Linked DNA regions of Muntiacus reevesi: region 1 is linked to region 2. A link is a contact called in public Hi-C data. All regions are on one chromosome and are shown on one strand. Each heading gives the region's core, a stretch centred on a gene start, on an enhancer-like site or on the middle of the called end of the contact. The rest is flanking DNA. Distances are from core to core; before and after follow the strand shown.

The links. A called contact is a pair of places that touch in the nucleus more often than the background predicts.
Region 1: a Hi-C map of muscle shows a contact between it and region 2, with 7 times the contacts expected there. The contact joins the promoter of CMTR2 here to the promoter of DHX38 in region 2. A contact is called at or near these places in 2 of 3 Hi-C or Micro-C datasets (blood and muscle).

The regions. Positions count from the first base shown.
Region 1 is chr2:252,025,116-252,029,151 of mMunRee1.1, forward strand. It overlaps CMTR2 (cap methyltransferase 2), which reads left to right and starts at 2,019. Exons shown (of 2, transcript XM_065925711.1): 1 at 2,019-2,309.
Region 2 is chr2:251,317,654-251,321,227 of mMunRee1.1, forward strand. DHX38 (DEAH-box helicase 38) reads right to left here and starts at 1,811. Exons shown (of 27, transcript XM_065925672.1): 1 at 1,602-1,811. It overlaps TXNL4B (thioredoxin like 4B), which reads left to right and starts at 1,970. Exons shown (of 4, transcript XM_065925677.1): 1 at 1,970-2,284.

The DNA.
Region 1 (4,036 bases), core at 769-3,268, 710 kb after region 2:
ATGCCTCCTACATTGGCAGGTGAATTATTAACCACTGAACCACCAGGGAAGCCCCACTATTTATTTATTTTTTTTGAAAAGACTTTTCTCCACTGATGCGTATACTGGAAGAGTTGTAAAATTTGTATGTGTGTCACACACACACACATATATGTATATATATGACATAAATGGGTCAAACTCCACATCTAGTTCTATATTCTCCTATTTTCATATGACACTTTTGGCATATATAATCTATTAATGGCTGCATAGTAGTGTTAGTCACTGAATTGTGATCAACTCTTTGTGACCCATGGACTGTAGCCTGCCAGGGTCCTCTGTCCATGGAATTCTCCAGGCAAGAATACTGGAGTGGGTTGCCATTCCCTTCTCTAAGCGATCTTCCCAACCCAGAGATTGAACCCAGTCTCCTGCATTGCAGACAGATTTTTTATCACCTGAGCCAGCAGGGAAGCCCATATATGTGTTAGTATACAATATTTATTTTTCTCTTTCTGACTTACTTCACTTTGTATAATAGGCTCCAGTATTGTTATTAATGTTATTAAGATGCTATGATAAACATTTTTTCCCAAAGTGAGTGCCAGTTGTTTTCTAAAGCTAAATTGCTAGGAGTGGGAATTGCTGGGCTAAGGTGCAAGGTTATTTTAAAGTTTGCCTTCTGTAAAAGTGAAAGTGGCTCAGTCATGTCCAACTCTTTGCTACACCATGGACTGTACAGTCTATGGAATTCTCCAGGCCAGAATACTGGAGTGGGTAGCCTTTCCCTTCTCCAGGGGATCTTCCCAACCCAGGGATTGAACCCAGGTCACCCATATTGCAGGCAAATTCTTTACCAACTGAGCTATCAGGAAGCCCAAATAGCTTTGCACTATACCCTTACCGGTTGTTTTGCTTTTTCGAATGGCTTGTTCAATCGTCTCCCATTTTCCTTTGAGGTTGTCTTGTGAAAATGAAAACTGAAAGTGAAGTCGCTCAGTCATGTCCGACTTTTTGCGACCCCATGGACTGTAGCCTACTAGGCTTCTCTGTCCATGGGATTTTTCTAGGCAAGGGTACTGGAGTGGGTTGCCATTTCCTTCTCCGGGGAGCTTGTCTTCAGTTCAGTTCAGTCGCTCAGTCGTGTCTCACTGTTTTCGACCGCATGAATCGCAGCACACCAGGCCTCCCTGTCCATCACCAACTCCCGGAGTTTACTCAAACTCATGTCCATCGAGTCAGTGATGCCATCCAACCATCTCATCCTCTGTTGTCCCCTTCTCCTCCTGCCCCCAATCCCTCCCAGCATCAGAGTCTTTTCCAATAAGTCATCTCTTCGCATGAGGTGGCCAAAGTATTGGAGTTTCAGCTTCAGCATCAGCCCTTCCAATGAACACCCAGAACTGATCTCCTTTAGGATGGACTGGTTGGATCTCCTTGCAGTCCAAGGGACTCTCAAGAGTCTTCTCCAACACCACAGTTCAAAAGCATCAATTTTTCGGCACTCAGCTTTCTTCACAGTCCAACTCTCACATCCATACATGACCACTGGAAAAACCTTAGCCTTGACTAGACGGACCTTTGTCGGCAATGTAATGTCTGCTTTTTAATATGGTATCTAGAAGGGAGGTTGTTTTACTCGTTTATAAATATATGTATGTCATGATAACAGTATTTTTGTAGTTTCCTTAGTTTGGCTTTTTAACCTCATTTTCTTCTAACCTCATTCTTTCTGCTAAGAGCTAAACTACCCCAAGGCGAGAGAACCCCGGGCGTCCAGGGCCCAGGTGGGCGGGGCCAGCGTGTCCGGGACAGGTTGTCCTCGCCCCATTCCACGCCTCCACCCTCGGGGGGCGGGGCCAAAGGACGCTCGGTTTGAGCGCGCAGTTGCCATAGCGGCCGTTGGGCGGGAGGCTGGCGCTTCCCAGATTCAGCACCCAGCGGAGAAACGAAACCGAGAGAGCAGAGGTCTCTTACGAGCTTCGCCGACGTGCGTAACGTTGACGTAAGACGCCAGCTCAGCCTTGAGGCGCACGCGCAGTGCGTGTGTTAGGGTTTTTGGGCCTCCGTTCGCCGGAGTCTCGCGCCGGAGTCTCGGGCTGTAGTTGTGCTTCCGCTCTGCGTGTTCTTAGGGCCGCTCCTGCCTCCTTCTCGATCTTCCGGCGCGCCACCTCCCATCCCTGTGCCAGGGCTCAGAAGACCTGCAGTAGCGATGCTCTTGGGAATCATCCCCAGGAGTGGAAGTGGAGAATGCCCTCCTTGAGTGAGGAGAGCGAGTGAAGCGCAGCCTCTCTAGACTCTGGGGGCTGAGGTGGGCGTGAGCGAAGGTAATTCAGGCCCACTTTCCGAACCCGGGTCTTCGACTTTCCAGTGGATTAGGCAGAGGCTTGGGCTGAGTTTCCTCCGGGTCAGGGACTGGGTCGCTCGAATGAAACTTGAGACTTAATTTCTACCTAGAGGAAATGAGATTTGGGGTGCCCCTGGCGCAAAGTAAGGCGCTGGATACACAGTAGGCATTATTTTCGCTGTTGCTGTGAGGAGGTGGAGCTGTTGGCACCTCTTCTAAAATTTCTTTGCAAGTGTTAACTGGGGGAGTAACAGCTATTAATGAGACTTTGTGTTAGGCCGGTGATTTTGCGGGTATTCCCTTCGTGGCATTGGGCTGGGGGTACATGACTTCCTACTCAATTCTGCAAAACAACAATGGTAATACTAACCCTCGTAGCAGAATGATGATGCCACAAAGCTCTATGGAGTGCTTCATAAGAGGGACAGAGGAACCTTTTCCAGAGGATCATACTGAAAACTTTTCCCTTGTATCTCGTAAACCATATGCATTTTTGTTTTTGTTTTGTGTGAGGTGCTAGAGTGATGTTGAAGTTCTTTGCTAAGACTTATATATTCAGAACCTGATCAGAGGCACGTCTTTTGGGCTAGTCTGAAATACCTTTAGTTATTCCATGAATACTTACTGAATGCTTTCTGTGTACTGTTCTAACTTCTTAATAAGTGAGTAAAGAAAACAAAGATCCCTGCCCATTGCAGCTTAGGTTGTAGTTTTGGGAAGACATAAAAAATAGTAAACATAAATAAGTAAATTCTCTGATGGCTCAGATGGTAAAGCGTCTGCCTACAATGCCAGAGACCTGGGTTCATCTCCTGGGTCAGGAAGATCCGCTGGAGAAGGAACTGGCAACCCACTCCAGTACTCTTGCCTGGAAAATTTCCATGGTAGGCTCCACAGTCGATGGGGGCCTCAAAGAGTCAGACACGACTGAGTGACCTCACGTTCACTTTTTCACTTTCACATGTTAGAAGGAAAGAGTGTCATAGGAAAAGACAGCAAAGTTCTTACCTTTACCATTGTTAATGGAAGATGCAGTTTTAAATTAGAATGTCAAAGGCTTCACAGAAAAAATGACACTTTTGTAAATTCTTTTTTTTTTTAATTTATTTTTTTATTTTTCAGTGGATTTTGTCATACATTGATATGAATCAGCCATAGAGCTACACGAATTCCCCATTTTGTAAATTCTTGAAGGAGATAAGGGAAGGGAAGAGCATTCCAGGTGGAGGGACTGACTGTCCAAAGACTCCCCTTGCTGTGTGTCTGGGCTTTTAAGTGAACAGCAAGAGAGCCTGTGGGGCTGGAACACAATGAAAAAAAGGGGTAGTAGGAGAAAATTAGGTTAGCCATGGGGTGGGGCTGGAGAACAGACATCTTCTAGGGCCTTGTAGACTATTGTAAAGACTTTGGCACTTACTGTGAGTGAAACGGGGAGCCGTGACAGCAGAGCAGCCCTACAATCTAAGGTTTTTCAGAGTTACTCTGGTGAGTGTGTTTCAGAATAGAATGGCGGAGGCAAGGGTAGAAGCAAAGAGAGGAGTGAGACAGCTGTGCCAGTAGTTCAGAAGAGAGTTGATACGTGTTTCTGATCAGAAGTTTGGTAGTTGGAGTGAGTGCGAAGCAGTTGGATTCTGGGAATTTGTAGGAAACAATGTTTGGATAAGTTGTGTGTTGTCAACCTGAGCATTTTTCAACATGATATACAGT
Region 2 (3,574 bases), core at 561-3,060:
TTAGGCATAATTCTATACCTGAAAAATGGAAATACTTTTTGCTCTCTTAAATCCATAAAGTTACTGTGAGTATCAAACAACAAAGTATATGTGAAAGTACTCACTCTGTAACCACAAACAGTTACATAAACATCACTGTTACATTATTTCACTTGCTGGGCTCTTGGGTACTGCTGGGTTCCTCACCATTTTTTACACAAGTTCTTCCTACTCTCTACTCCTTTAGACTACAGATATAGTAGAGTAGAGCTGTTGAGATATAAGGCTACCATCCATATGATCCATTCTTCAATGAGTTTTCTGGGCCAGTTTTGTTCTGTAGAGAAGAATTACCTCACAGCAGTCAAAATCTGTTTAACAACAATTCAAATTCACCAAAAAAAATTGCAAGAGAATCACCAGGCTAAGAAATGATGTTTCTGAAAAGTATTTAGGTGACTGTAAGATTTCCTGGCACTCCACTCATAACAAATTCCTCTTTACCTCCCACTACACACCACCTGCTTATAAACATATCCCATTTTGTGCTTGAATAATTTGCCCCATTCCAACAAGTCAGTGAAGCAAAGAACTATCAAGAGAACCACCAGAACCCTGAATGTTTCACACAGTTCTAATTAACATGCACATTTCTATAGAAAAATATAGCCAAACAGACTGAACACACAATATGGACACAGAAACAAGAGCTGCATTTTAGAAAATGCCATCACACAGAAGAGAAATGGGAAAGCTAATTTTTAGTGACATCTGTACTCATCGGAGGAAATCTACACGGGAAGGTAAGATATACATGCTCTGCTCAGTGGTCTGAACTAGAAAATATACCCCTAGAACCGTCCTTTTACGCAGGAGAACTTTGTCTGTCTTGTTGACTGCTATGCCTGGTGCCTAGCAAAATAAACATTTGAGGAATAAATAATTTTAAACTGATTAAAGGAAACAGGGAGCCAGAAATCTCTAGAGACAGCAAAGAAAGGTGCCAAGCAGCACAGGAAAATGAGTCTGACAAACAGGACAACTAGTGGCTGAGAAAAACAAGAACGTTAAGTGTTGTCTTCTGAAAAAGGATTAGTGGCAAAGAAGTCACAAGAGGTACAAGAAAAATAACGAAGAAAGAAACTGCATACATTCATTCAACAAATGCCTTCAGTGAGCCAATCGCTTGTTCTGGGCATTAGCAATAAGAGACCAAAATAAAAATCCCGATCTTTTTGGAGTTGACATTTTGTTAAAAGATATCGCCTGATAGAGATACCACTGTGACAGAGAAAGAGAAAACGAAAAGAGCCCTTCTGGGCTCGGTGTCCGTCTGGCAGTGGGATAACGAGAAGGTCTAAGGACGTGGGCGGGGTGACTCCCGGCCAGCATCCCTGGACCTCGGGGAGGCCGCGTCAAGTGTGCACGATCTGACCTGATCAAGGAGAAAGGCCGGGGCCGGCAGAACCTGAGCAGCATCCCTACAGTGAGTAAGGCAAGTTGGGTGACAGGAACAAGACTTTACAAGCCCGGGCCCGAACTTGAGCGAGAGGCCGAGATCCGCCTCTTGGAGCCGCCACGATTGGCGAAGAAAAGATCGGAAAGGAAAAAGGGACACTCACCTCACCAAGCCTGACTCTCAGGACCTGCTGTCCGGGATTCCGGGGCGCTGGCGCCGCCGCTCCTCGCTCAGACCGCTTTGAGAGCCAAAATCAACTACATGAAAGCGACCATTATTGTCCCATAATACTTTGCGCGGCTCCTTCTATCCAACCAAAGATAGCATCGAGGGCGGCCCGGAAAAGGCCCGTTCCCGGTGCGACACAGAACGCGACCACGCATGCGAGACTAGACTGTCTTTCTCTGGGGCTCTGATCAGAGACACTTCCGAGTCCCCTGGCGACCAATCATGCTTAGTGTAAGGGGCGAGGCCCCGCCTCTAGGTGGGGCGTGGGAGGGAGAAGTAAAGAGACCTGTCAGGTTTAATAAGGGCGGGAGTGACCCTAGGGCTTCCGGTCAGAGCAGGTTAGGTGGGCGGTGACTAGAATAACCTCTTCTGCTGATTGGGTTATTGAGAGCGGAACGCGAGTTCATTACTGCGCCTGGGCGTTTTCTTTTTCAGGTTCCGTCCGCTCTGGTGGTCGGCTGAGGGTTGCTAGGCAACGGCTCCAGGTTACTTTGAATTGGGGTGGCCGCCGCGGTTGGGGCAGGGAAAAAAAGCCGTCTGAATCGGCTTCTTTGAGAAAGGGTTGGAGTTGTCCACAACCCTGAAGTGGAAGAGAAGGAGGTGACGTGTACAATTAAAGTAAGTATCGTTTTCCCCAGTAGCTGTGGGCCAGAAGTAGCCCAACCACAGGCATCATTAAAAATATATATGTCGGATATTTGGGGGAAATAAAGACGCGCGCCCACAGTGTAAGTAAAAGTTACTCGTCTGTTCACACGCAGAGATAACCTCTGACGGAGTTGAAAGTGAAAGTCACTCAGTCGTGTCCGACTCTTTGCGACCCCATGAACTATACAGTCCATGGAATTCTCCAGGCCAGAATACTGGAGTGGGTAGCCTTTCCCTCCTCCAGGGGATCTTCCCAACCCAGGGATGGAACCCAGGTCTCCTGCACTGCAGGCGGATTCTTTATCAACTGACCCACCAGGGAAGCCCAAGAATACTGGAATGGGTAGCTTATCCCTTCTCCAACGGATCTTCCCAACCCAGGAATCCATCTGGGGTCTCCTGCATTGCAGAGGTAGTCTTTACCAACTGACCTATATCAGGGAACCCCTGGCATTTTCATTTTTATTTATTGTTCTATGTGAATATTTTTATATACATTAGAGTTAGGCTTTGTACAAAAGTGGGAACACACTTTATATACTACTGTTTTATAAAAATTTTTTTCTTTATCGTAAGGATTTTTCAATTACTCATCTCTAACCCAGTATATAATGATACTGTGCTAGTACATCACTGGGCTATACTGTCATTTATTCCTTCTGTCCACTACTGATTACTGTTTACGTTGTTTCCAGTTTTTCACCCTTATAAATGGTAAACAAATCTTTGTGCACATGTCTATTTATTTACTAGGAATTCTCAGAAGTGGAATTGTTGGTTAAAGAGTATTTCAGATTTCTTTTCTAGTAAAGTTTTGTTTCTCTACATTCCATCAGGTATTGAATGCTTGCCAGTTCACTCACTCTCTTGCTGTTATCTTTTAATCTTTGCCAAATGAATGACTTTTAAAGATATATCTTTTAATTTGCTTTCCTTTGCTTACAGGTAAAGCTTAACTTTCCAAATATATCTGTCCATTTTTACCTCTTCTTTTGTCAATTCTCTATTGGTATCCTTTGCTGTGGACATTTTCTTAGGCCTGGTCTTTCTCCATGCCTAAAGAGAAATTTCCCTCTCCTCTTTCCAACATTTATCTAGTCCCACTCTCTCACATGCTTACCTCCCCACTCCCTGTTGACCGGTTCCTCCTCTCTTAACAATACAAAAGTTGCTGGTTGTTTGAATTCTAGTGGTGGGACAAACCCATCTTCTCTTTGACTTTCGCTTTAAAGCATCAGTAATTTGTTCTGCCACTTCTAT